Regions from separate parts of the Mus musculus genome. Here region 2 is linked to region 1. The links are chromatin contacts, called in public HiChIP or PLAC-seq maps. All regions are on one chromosome and are shown on one strand. Each heading gives the region's core, a stretch centred on a gene start, on an enhancer-like site or on the middle of the called end of the contact. The rest is flanking DNA. Distances are from core to core; before and after follow the strand shown. Region 1 overlaps Gm32788 (a long non-coding RNA gene). Region 2 holds the start of Bik (BCL2-interacting killer).

What was found. HiChIP or PLAC-seq counts read pairs in DNA pulled down with a chosen protein or histone mark.
Region 2: a contact with region 1 is called in an H3K4me3 HiChIP or PLAC-seq map of embryonic stem cells, with 16 read pairs. The contact joins the promoter of Bik here to the enhancer-like site in region 1. A contact is called at or near these places in 4 of 39 promoter capture datasets (the C10 cell line, liver, neutrophils and 1 more), 1 of 484 Hi-C or Micro-C datasets (bone marrow-derived macrophages), 7 of 115 datasets of contacts at active chromatin or transcription factors (bone marrow-derived macrophages, embryonic stem cells, neural tube and 2 more) and 2 of 9 other capture datasets (adipose tissue and pancreatic islet).

Annotation. Positions count from the first base shown.
Region 1 is chr15:83,267,409-83,273,057 of GRCm38.p6, forward strand. It overlaps Gm32788 (a long non-coding RNA gene), which reads right to left. Exons shown (of 4, transcript XR_384278.4): 4 at 3,547-3,800. Among named protein-coding and RNA genes, the nearest start is that of C130064B19Rik, 11 kb to the left of the region's middle. Within about 2 kb of position 4,018, at least 6 of the 459 cell types and tissues checked have an H3K27ac peak or open chromatin away from gene starts, as enhancers often do. A contact at or near this core is called in embryonic stem cells, where this site is marked.
Region 2 is chr15:83,522,905-83,528,877 of GRCm38.p6, forward strand. It overlaps Bik (BCL2-interacting killer), which reads left to right and starts at 3,958. Exons shown (of 5, transcript NM_007546.2): 1 at 3,958-4,032.

The DNA of each region.
Region 1 (5,649 bases), core at 2,768-5,267:
TGCAACCTTGGAAGACGTTCCAAGGGTGACCCTGGAGGAAGTGCCCAGGGTGAGGGACAGTCAGAAAGGTCTGACTGTCATCCGGCAGAGTGAGAAAGATAAGGTGCTTTTTCTGCCAGAAAGGGAGTCGATGTGGAATCTGACCCCGTCAGGAAGTAGCGTTTGGCTGGTTGTACAAATCCAGGTGTGGACGAGTGTGCTTAGATATACTGGTGTCTTTTTCTCTGTTGCTGTCTTGTTTTTGTTTGTGGTTTTCGTCATGGGACACAGACACTGTACATCAGAGGTAAAGTGGAATCCCTCCTTGCCTGTCTGTCTGTATGTCTGTGTGTCTGTCTGTCTTGTTCACTTGTGTGTCCTCCATTAGACCACCTTCTGATTCTGTTTTCCTTTTGGTTTGTCTGGTTTCAGGTCTGGTTTTGGTCCCAAGGGGTTGACTGATTATCTTGGTTTGGTTTTAGGCTGGTCTCAGGTTCTGGGGGCCTTCCCATGGAGAGAGGTCCTTCTCATGGAGAGAGGTCCATTTGGGTTGGTCGCAGTGACAGTGAGACGTGCCAAAACGTTGAGCAGGCCACAATGCTCGAGGATGCTCCGGTGTCAAGCTGGGAAGTTGGATCTGAAACAATCCTTCTCAACCCAGCAGCACTAGGGTTCAGTTTATGCCTGGAACAGATAGTATCAGGCTTCTCTGGAAATCATGTGTAAGACGCCCTGTATTGGTCTTGCTTGTGTTTGTCATTTCTGTGGTACTGTGATTCTATGGTGGTTGCCTGAAAACAGTTTCTGTGTGTGTCTTGTGTGTCTCTATGTGTTTGGACTCGGACTAACAACTGACAACTGTTTTTGAGTTATGCCCTCTGGAATAAGCCTAAGAATCCTGTCAGATCCCTATGCTGACCACTTCCTTTCAGATCCTCAGCTGCCCTGCCTCCCACTCCAACTCCAGGGAGCAGCCAGCGGGTCACAGTGGTCCCACCCATGGACCTGAAGCCTAGGGAGAAATGAGCTCGGAAATCCGGAGCAAAAGAGGGGTGGTCCCTGAGAAGTCAGTGGCCCTGGATGTTGTGGCTGCTGAAGAGAAGAGGAGGCTGTGGAGTAGCTGGCCAAGAGCGCCACAGGTTCCCTGGCAGCTTCTCATTCCCCTGTCCCTTGCATCCCGTCTCTTGTTAACAGAAAAACTGCTTTCACTTTGAGATATGAGTGGCCCGGTACAGCCAGCTGTGAGAGCTGCACTCCCTTCCCTGCTCCACATGTTTTCTCTTCTCAGGCGACCCCGCCCTGAGCTGCTGGCAGTGAGTCTGTTCCAAGATCTAGTGAGGGAGGCATCCGCCCACTTGGGGCTTCTGTCCAAGGTAAGGAGCACCTGTGAGTCTAACTGCCAGGCTCTGATGGGGGTCTCGTCTCTGTGGGACTAGAAAGTCCCAACAATCTGAACAAGGTAACAGGAAGTTACAAAAGTTAAGAGAAGAACAGGGTAAGTTGGTAAGAAAGTGTAAGTAGATAAGAAAGTGCAGAGGAGGAGAAACGAAGGAAGGATAGAGGTCTGCAAAGAAGTGAGCTAAAAGCAAGTCTTCAGCAGACTCAGGAGAGATAGATGACAGTGGCAAATAGAGAGGTTAACAGTGAGGAGAAGTGAAAATAGAGATGAAGGAGATTAGAGAGGTCTGAAATGAGAGAGATACTCTGAATGAGAAATATTTAGAAGAGGAACCAGTAAGTAAGAGTCAGACAAGAAGAAGAGTTGAGGAAACATGAGGCTGACCAAGACAGAGACCAGAGTCAGAATCAGAGATGTGCAGTGAGAAAAAAAGATAAACCAGGGTAGAGGCAAACTATGAGAGAAGATAAGTGACAGAATATAGATGTGATAATTAGATAACATCCAAAGGAAGCAAAGACAAGGAGGAGGAACAAAAGATATATATATATATATAAACATATGAGATCTCCATTACAGTTAGGAAACAGGAGCAAAGAGAGGTAAATAACGGAGACTAGAACCTAGCAAAGTGGCACATGCTAATAATGCTAGCACTTTGAAATGATCTGTAAGAAACAGGAAGCCAGGAAATTAAAAAGAGATAAGAGAAATGAAATGCTGGCCACAAAAGTCAAGAAAACTAGAAAACTTAGATAGTACCTGGCAACAAAAGAAAGCTTTTGGCTAAAGATCAATGTGTTTACTGTAAAGAAAAAAGCACTGCGTGAGAGACTGCCCCAATAAAAAGAAGAGGAGCCCCCCTCATAATCAAACCCTTCACCTGTTTGTGACTAAAAGTAAAGAGATAGCAAAAGGGGTGCTAACACAGAAGCTGAGTCCTTAGAAGAGGCCGGTGGCCTACCTGTCAAAGCAGCTAAAAAAGAGACTGTGTTTCATATTCCTCCACCAACTAGGTTAAAACAAATTAGAAAAATTCTTGGGCACTGCGGGCTTTTGCAGATTGTGGATACCAGGTTTTGCTTAATTAAAGAGATAAACAGCCCTTCGTATAGAGAAATAAAGAACAACCTTGGATGGCCTTGGATGCCATTAAGACTGCCCTAATGTCATCCCCAGCTATGGGACTCCTAGATGTGACTGAGAACAAAGGTATTGCCAAAGAGGTTCTTACTCAGAGATTGGGACCCTGGAAAAGACCTGTGGCATACTTGTAAGAAATTAGACCTGGGGCTGTAGGATGGCCTGCTTGTCTGCACATAGTGGCTTCTGGTCAAGGACGCAGATAAATTGACTCTGAGACAAAACTTGGCACATGCCCTAGAAAGTGTGGTTCAGCCCCCCTGACCGATGGCTGACTAACGCTCTTGAAAACATTATCCAACCGTCCCCCTGACCGATGGACACATTATCAGAGCTTTTTGTTGACTGAACTAGTGACCTTCACTAACCTACTGCCTGAGACTTCACCTACTCATCACTGTGCTGACATTCTGGCAGAAGAAACGGATACTTGAAGTGATCTGAAGGATCAGATCAGCTTTGGCCTGAGAGTTCGAGCTGGTACACGGATGGCAGTAGCCTCGTGGTTGAAGGTAAGCGGAAGGTGGGGACAGCAGTGCAGTGGTAGACAGAAAGCTAAACTTGTGGCTTTGATACAAGCTCTATAAATGGCAAAAGAGAAGTCTACACTGACAGCAGGTATGCTTTTGCCACTGTACAGAGCAATATACAGACAAAGAGGGCTGTTGACATCTGCAGAGAAAGACCTAAGATGCTGTGGCTAGAAATCTGATGGCAGATCTAACCGCCAAACAGGCATCCCAAAGAGCAATGATCCTGACAGTCTGAAGACTATCAAGTTATAGACAAACTGAAGGAAGGAAAAAAAAAAACCATACTGGAGCAGCTGTGGTAGCTGGACAGGCCCCACCAGAGGACACATCGGCTCAAAAGACTCAACATCTACACAGATAGCAGGTACACTTTTGCCACAGCCCACGTCTATGAGGCCATATATCAACAGAGGAGTCTACTGACACCGGGAAGAAAAAGAAAATAAGAACAAAGAAGAAATGCTGGCTCTACTGAGGCCCTCCACGACCCTGCCAAGGTAAACATCACCCACTGTCCTAGTCACCAGAAGAGGGATACCATGTTAGCAAGGGGCAACAACATGACAGACTGAGAGGCACGAACAGTTACAGCCATGGCCCTGCTGGTGCTCCTGGCAACGGAGCCCGAGTTTGCCTACACAACAGAGGACTTATCCCTTATTTCCAAAGATTCCAGTCACCAGTTCTGTTGTGTCCGGCCAGCGGCTCACATGTCTGGGTTCTGTTCTGGGAAGGCATCCTGGAATCTGGAAGAGAAGAGGGACGAGAGAAAGGCATAGCTAAGACAAAATTCTGATCAAAGCTCAATTTTACTAATTCGTGCACCGAGTTATGAAGGAAGGGGAAGGGGCTAATTCCCGCCAAGTAATCCTGGGGTCCAGTTGCAGGGTGACCACGTGTATGGCTCCAGAACAGCAAGGCGGCAGGCTCCAGCAGTGGGCGTGGCTGAACGATTGAGCGGCAGGCTCCACCCTGATGCAAACAGTGAAACCTGAGCAAACAGGTTTCAGGCTGGGGAGGGAAGGTTACACAGTTCAACAAAAATAAGAGACTGTGATACACCTCCAGGGAAAGAAAATCCTGCCACAAAGACAAGCAGAAGCTGTGATCAAACAGATGCATCAGTGGACCTTAGAGGTAAGCAAGCTCATTCAGACATTCTCCAAGCCATGTACCAGGTTTAAAACACCTTGTGGAACAGGTGCTGCACAAAGGTGTGCCCTGCCAAAGAGTCAATGTCTGCCACACTATAGTAGATCCAGGGAAAAGACACTGGGAAGACAGACCTGGTGTCTACTGGGAAATAGACTTTACTGAGAAAAATATGTGTATGAATATCTTCTGCCAAAACAATAGTGTCAGATAATGGCCCTGCCTTTGTTGCCCAGGTAAGTCAGGGTGTGGCCAAGTACTTAGAGGTCAAATGAAAATTATATTGTGTGTACAGACCTCAGAGCTCAGGACAGATAGAAAGAATAAATAGAACTCTAAAAGAGGCCTTGACAAAATTAACCACGGAGACTGGCGCAGACTTGGTGCTCCTTCCTCATGCCCTACTCTTTTTGAGATCCTTTATGGGGCTCCCATGCCCATAACTGTCTAAAATGATGTGTTCAAACCTATGTTGTTATAATAATAATCTGTATGTTAAGTTAAAAGGCTTGCAGGTGGTGCAGAAAAAAGTCTGGTCACAACTGGCTACAGCAAACGAGCCGGATACCCCAAGGACATCTCACCAGTTCCAGACAGAGGTCTGATCTACGTGCACCTGCGTCATGCTGAGACCCTCAAGCCTCACTAGAAGGGTCCCTGCCTAGTTCTGTTTACTATTCCTTCTTATTATGTTTTTGTTATAGCTTATAGTCCTCCAGCATCAATACCAACCTATAGTTAAGATAGAAAAAGAATATGATTTCTATTCTCCACATAGAGATATAGACTTCTGAAATTCTAAGATTAGAATTACTTAGTAGAAGAAGAGGGGAATGAAAGAAAGATGAAATTTCAAGACCTGTAAGTCATATAAAGTACTCAGAAATTGCTGGTTTTTTGTGAGGTAGAGACTGCCTGGGGCTGAGAATAAAGAAAACCAAACCTGGGTATCCCCCGTAGTTAAAACATTCCTGGGAACAGCTTAACCTTAAAGATAAAGAGGAATGTGAAGACATAACAGGGCTATCTAAACTGAGTCAACAACTCACAGAACTCTGACACCCTGCACGGACATGTAATTTTTCTGCTGATGTTTGAATAAGCCAATAGTGTGTTGCTATGCTGAATTCCACACCCCTAAGGCCCTTACCCCATAAAAACCCCTAGCTTCCGAGCCTCGTGGCTGACATCCATTATCTCCTGTGTGGGATGCATGTTGGTCCGGAGCTCCGTCATTAAATGACCTCATGTAATTACATCAAGATGGTCCTTCGTGATTTTTTGGGTGCACGCCGAATCGGGAATTGAGTGGGGGTTTCCCCACTAGGTTCTATCACATCTTCTATGGAAGAGGTTTGGCAACTATGACGGTCCTGAAACAAATCCCCACAATCCCTATGGATTATGAGGTATGAATAATAATAATAACAATGAATTATGATG
Region 2 (5,973 bases), core at 2,708-5,207, 260 kb after region 1:
AGAAAAAAGAAAAAAAAGTTACACTTACAGAGGATAGTCTACTCTGGCTTCTATACCCATGCACCTATACTTATGCATACATATACAGAATGTATAATAAAGCTTTATCTACATTTCTTTTTGCACTTCAGGGGAACACAGTAGCATATTAATTTCCCCAGAGGAAAAGACGTGCCTGCAGAACTTTAAAGGAAAAAAAAATTGATGATTTCCTGTGAGAGGAAAAAAAAATCCATAAATGCCCCCCACTCCGCACTCTCCACCCCACCCCACCCATCCTCCACCTCCCCACCCCCAACCTCCCTCTTGGTTCTCTTCATTCTTTGAGGCAGGAGAAGCAGCAACCGAGAAAGGAAAGCCCAATGGGCTGGGGATGACAAGCCAGCTCGTGTCTCCTGTGGAACCTTGCGGGTGACCTTGCCTGACCTGGTGTCCCTGTGTGACGCAGCGATAACAGGGCTGTGAGGCTGGATAAAACAAAGGTCTCTCCACTGTGAGACAGATCCCTGCTTAGGGCCCTTTGTGGATGCAGCAGAGGAAACCGGCTCACAGGACCTGCCTTCTTAGGCCGAGAAGAGGGAGCTGGGCCAGAAGAGGCCCTTCTCAGGGTGCCCTGAGAGTGAGCAGACATGTGTCCAGCCTTCACTGTCCATTCCTGCTGAAGGTGAATGGTGGGTTTCTGGGAGCTGTAATTGTTTTTTTGAGAAAACCTGCTATCACACTGATAAGCTGCCTGTCAAAGGATGTTATTTCTGGATGGGAGGAGAGTCCACGGGGCTGGGGCTTCTTCCTGTCTGCACCGCGTGGGTCCACTGCCTCCCACCGGACCTGACTTGAATGATAACCAGGGGACAGCCACAGCCTGCTGCTGCTCAAGGCCTCCACGGTGCTGCAGGGCCAGCTATCTCAGGACCCTGGATTCCTGGAATTGTCTGACAGAGTGGAAGTCTGTTCTCCATCCCCTGACAAGCCGCACACTCCAAAACAGGTTATTTCGGTCACCCCAGCCACTGGTTCTCTGGCCTGACATGTGTCTAAATTAAATTGCTTTTAAATACCCATGCCACCGGGCTAAGCAAGCTGCATTGTCTATTCTGCCAGGACTGTCTTCAGTGACGATTCTTTTTGTCACCAGTGAAGCTGGCCTTGTCCAGAGAGCAACATGGTCTCAGCTAGTCAACCCTCCTGGCAGCTGTCAGTCTGGAGCTTGGTGATCCTCATTGCTTAACCTTCCGAGCCTGCTCTGTTGTCCTTTGTGGACTTAGATTCTAGTTCGTATTGATTTTTGGTTTCCTTACCAAAACTCGCACAGATGGTAAGCGTCTGACTCAGTGCATGGCAAACTGTGTGTGTGTGTGTGCCGATAACCTCAGTTCTGTCACCCAAGAAGCTCTCTTGTGCCCCCTTTTCACTAACTCCTGCCTCCATTATTTTCCCTTCTCTCCATAGATGACCTTTGCCTTGTTTCAGACTTCATGTAAATGTAACCGTGGTGCAAAGGAGAGAGCTCAGCCTGAAAAGCCATTGTTAAATTCAATCCCAGCACCCATGTAGAGACCTGTGTGGCAGTGCTGGCTTGAACCTCTGTGTTGGGGAGTCGGGGACAGTGAGATCCCTGGCATGGCTGGCTAGCTCCATTAGTGACTGGCAGGTCCAGTAGAAGGTATGCACTCCACCAACTAAGCTATACCCCAATCCCCCATTCTTCAAGTTTAAGGCAGGGGGTTTCACTATGTACCCCAGGCTGGCTGAAACTCTCATTCCTCCTGCCTCAGTTTGTAGAATGTGGATTGCCGGTGCCACTGCACCAGACTCTACCAGTATTTGTTAAACAAAGGATCCAAAGACAACTCGAGGCCAAAACTTGGCTTGAAGTCTGTGTCAGCTGGATCATAGACACAAGTGATCTCAGGCACAGAAGGCAGTGGGGTTATGAGGATCCAGAGGTAGCTGTGAGCAGCACCTGTAGATTGAGGCCACTAGAGAAGAAAGGGGCAAGTCCCTGAGTATGGTCCTCTCAGGGAGCAGGGTGCATAGCCTAGTGGCTCAGGGACAGAACACGGGATCTACATGGTGAAGGAGAAAACTGACCTCTGAGGGTTGTCTTCTGACCTTCACACACATAGTCCCCTCTCCAACAGAATGAATGAATAAATGTTTCAAAAGAAGGGAAGAGAAGAGCAAATGTGAGCCCTGGGGACAGAAGGTGGCGGTCCCCATTGTCACCACTTGTATTACTTCTTGCATCTGACCCAATTATGGAGCACTAACAGGAAGGCGCACTCTTATTTAAGTGATTTTGCCCCATTTCCCTTCATTTGTCTCTCTTTCTTTTAATTTATTTTAGACAGGGTCTCTTGTACCCCAGGCTCTCCTGGAACTCACTGGAAAACTGTGTATGTAGCCTTGAACGCCTTGGCCTCCCGGCTTCAACTTCCCAAACCTGAGATGACAGGGGTATCAACACACCCAGTTTTTCTTTGTAATTTGAGACATGGATTCTCAGCCTGGTGGTAGTAGTGGTTGGTGCATGCTTTTAAACCCAGCACTAGGGAGGCTGGGGCTGGCACATCTCTGTGAGTTCCAGAAAAGCCAGGGCTACACAGAGAAGCCCTGTCTTGAAAAAGCAAACGAACAAATAAACAAACCCCTCCAAATAATGAATTCTTGCTATATTGCCCGGAACCTACCCAACTTCCTAGTCTCCCCAGCGGCAGGCCGTTCAGGGATTGAGTCACTGTGCTAGCCTCCCATTTGATCAGCCTGTTGCCTTGGGGATCTTGCAGGCTAAATATTTTCACTCACCCCCTCCCCTGGGCCCCTAAGTCCCCATCTGACCTCAAACTGGCCTCCTTCCTCCACCTTGTCTACTGTTTACAGAACGCATCTGCTGACCGGTCAGGTCTTTCTGGACTGTGAGACCCCTTGTCACTGCCTCTCTTCTCTCAGTCTCAATTTTCTGCAAATTCATCTGCAAAATGTATTGGCAGAGAGGCTTCAAGGTCCCCTGCCCCCAACTCCAGGTTGTGACAATCCCTGATGGCTAATGGCCAAAGATCAGGGTTCAATTTGCTTCTGGGCTTGGAGGTGACAGAAGGACCACAGAACTGGAAAGATCTGAGTGGCAGGATTGGAAGGCCTCTAAGATTAAATTCTGCCGAGGACCTTCTAACATGTGGGGGGAGGGGCTGCCTTCCCGTGTCAGGAGAAGATTTAAGGAACCCCAAATATCACCACCCCTCTCCTGACAGGAGAGGGAAGAGTCCAGCTGACTACTTGACAAAGCACGCAGTAGGAGGCACCTGCCCCAGATTCTGACCTCTGCTATCCCGAGAGGAGCTGACTTGGGATAAACAAGTTTTGTTGTTGTATAGATAGTGGTTACTTTGTAATTCGGCCAGTGCTCCATCTTTACTCACCTCGGAGCCCCTGCTCCAGGGCACTGGAGACTGAACTCCTCCCACTTCACCTGTAATTCTAGATTTCACCTCCTACCGATCCTCTCCTTCACCCTAAGTCTTCGCCAAAAGGAGGGCTGGGAGAGCTCCCTATACACCGGGAGAGAAGAGAGAGGGGAAAGGGGGAGATTTGGAGGTGCAGTGCGGAACTTGTAGCAGGCGGGAGCAAAGGGAAGCCACAGAAGCACCAAGCCTTTAGGAGTACTATGAGGACCAAGTAGACAGCCCTTGCTAAGGTTTGGCCGCGGCGATGGCAGAGGCGGCGTCTGCGGAAAGCACACTCGCAGACGCACTGGCGGGGACACAGTAGCAGGTCTACAGGCGACAGAGGAATGTCTGCAAGCTAACGACTTTAAAACAGGGGTTCTGTAGCTACTTATTGGGACCGGGGATTTGGAGCCCCGGAGGGAGGAGTTAAAGGGGCGGGACGGGGAGGGCGCGGCCACCTATCAGGGTCCAGCCCGCCGCTCACAATAACCCGCCTCCAGCCAGCGCCCCCGACTCCGCCACCGGCGTCCCAGCCGAGAGGGTGTTCGGGCAGTTCGCCCGCCGCTACGCCAGCTCAGCTTGGCAGGTAAGCGTCTTGCAGCCCTAGCCCAAGTTGCTGGAAAGTTGGGGACCCGTGCCCAAATCCCTCGGTGGCCCCGGCTCTGAAACGTCCCCTCTGCGTCTGACACCCCAGAAGGTGCTAGTCTGGTCCGCGTGTCTCGCTGTGCGTCCATGCACTGGGGTGGCCCTTGTGTCCTGGTTCTAGGGCGCGCTGAGCAAGTGGCCTTCGTTGTCGCTGTGCCCTGGTTGTCGAAAACTTAGGGGGAGCAGCTTGAGACCAGGGCGCGGCACTGCCACAGTAGGGCGGCCAGGCTGAGCCCGGGCCGCAGGCGGAAGATGGCGTCGGCACCTGTCTCCGCGAGGACCGGAGAGTTCGCATCTGTCCCTCCCTCGGGGATCCTGGGATTCGCACCGTCCCTGCCGCGACCTGGTAATTCACACCTGTTCCCGACAGAATCCAGCTTCGCATCTGTCCTCTCTGGGACCCGGGGATATAGGTCTTCGAGGGGCAGCAGAAGGGCCTTCTTAGGCGACCTGGGTAGTTCAGACCATCATTTCCCCGAAGCTCCTAGCCACCTGCCTGCGCCCAGGCGCAGGGACTGGGAGTGCATCCGAGGGGCCGGCAAGGTCGCCGGTGTACCAGCCACAACCAGCACTGGGGGTTCAATACTTGTGTCACTTTTCCACCTTGTGGCCTTCAGGATGCGGATGCAGGTTGTTTTATAAACTTAATTGCTGTTCTGAAGTGTACTGAACCACCCCTACAAAGTGTTGTTTATTGTTGTTGGCGTTGATGCAGGTGATAACACTGTTACAGGGGTTTGGAGCCAGCTGCAGCTCTCAAGAAGGCTGGTCTCCTACCTACTTTGGGGGATGGGGGAGTTGTCAGTGAACCTTAATTTTAACCTCAGGGAAGCAGGCCTCATTTCAGATAGGCTTATGTCCCAACAGCTACATAGAGCTGGCTCCTTCAAAGCCTGGAGGGCTTTCTTAGAGGCCACACCAACCTCTCTACCTGTGACCTACTTTCTGTTCTGACTGTGTAGCTTTCTACAGGCTCCTCCACCATTCTGGACCTCAGTTTGTTGAGTTTGTAAACTGCGTTGTGGTTTAGCCTGGTGGGGAGGGACCTTTCCCAAGAAGTGGCTGAGTAGCTCGGCAATGCTACCTTGATTTCCACTAGGTTGGGGCATGTTTACTGTTGCTCCTTTACAAGTATACACCTAAGGGTCACCTGGGGTCCTTGGCTGCTTTTGGATCTAGTGTCCTGCCTAGGGCAGGTGGCACTCGTGACCTCCCAGCCTTGCCCCTCCCCACATCTCTCACTCCACCCTGCCAATTTTCTCCCCTCTATACTCCAGGATTTGAGACTTTCTTTGTTTTGTTTTGAGGCAAAGTTTCATGTAGCCTAGGCTGGCCCCCAGCTCACTATGTAGCTGAGGATGGTCTTGAAACTCCTGATTCTCTTACCTTCACCACCTGAGTTCTAGGATTCCAGGTATAGTTACTGTATCCAGGTTATTTGTAGCTGGGGATGGAACTCACAGCTCTGTGTATACTACCATTGTTTTCTTAAGTAAGGCCTCACTATGTAGCAGAGGCTAGCCTCGCATTCTCAATCCTTCGGTTTGCTTCCCTAGTGCTGACTTTTAGTCTGCTTTCTGTTGCTAATAAGATACAGTGCATTGGGTTGGGTTATAAAGAAGTAAAATTTATTCTGGCTTGTGATTCATGTGGGGTTGAGGGCCATCTTGGGTGACTCCCTTTTGTTGGCAGAAGACATACATTGTACATTTTACCCACCTCTCAAAGGTCCGGCCTCTAAACCCCACAGTGAGGTTGAGTTTCCCCTTTAAATACCTCACAAGGGGATTAAATGTCAACACCCCAATCTTTGGAGACCCCCAGGTCATATCTAACTACAGCGCCTCCCCTTCAAAGTCACAGAGCTGCTGTTTCTCAGTTG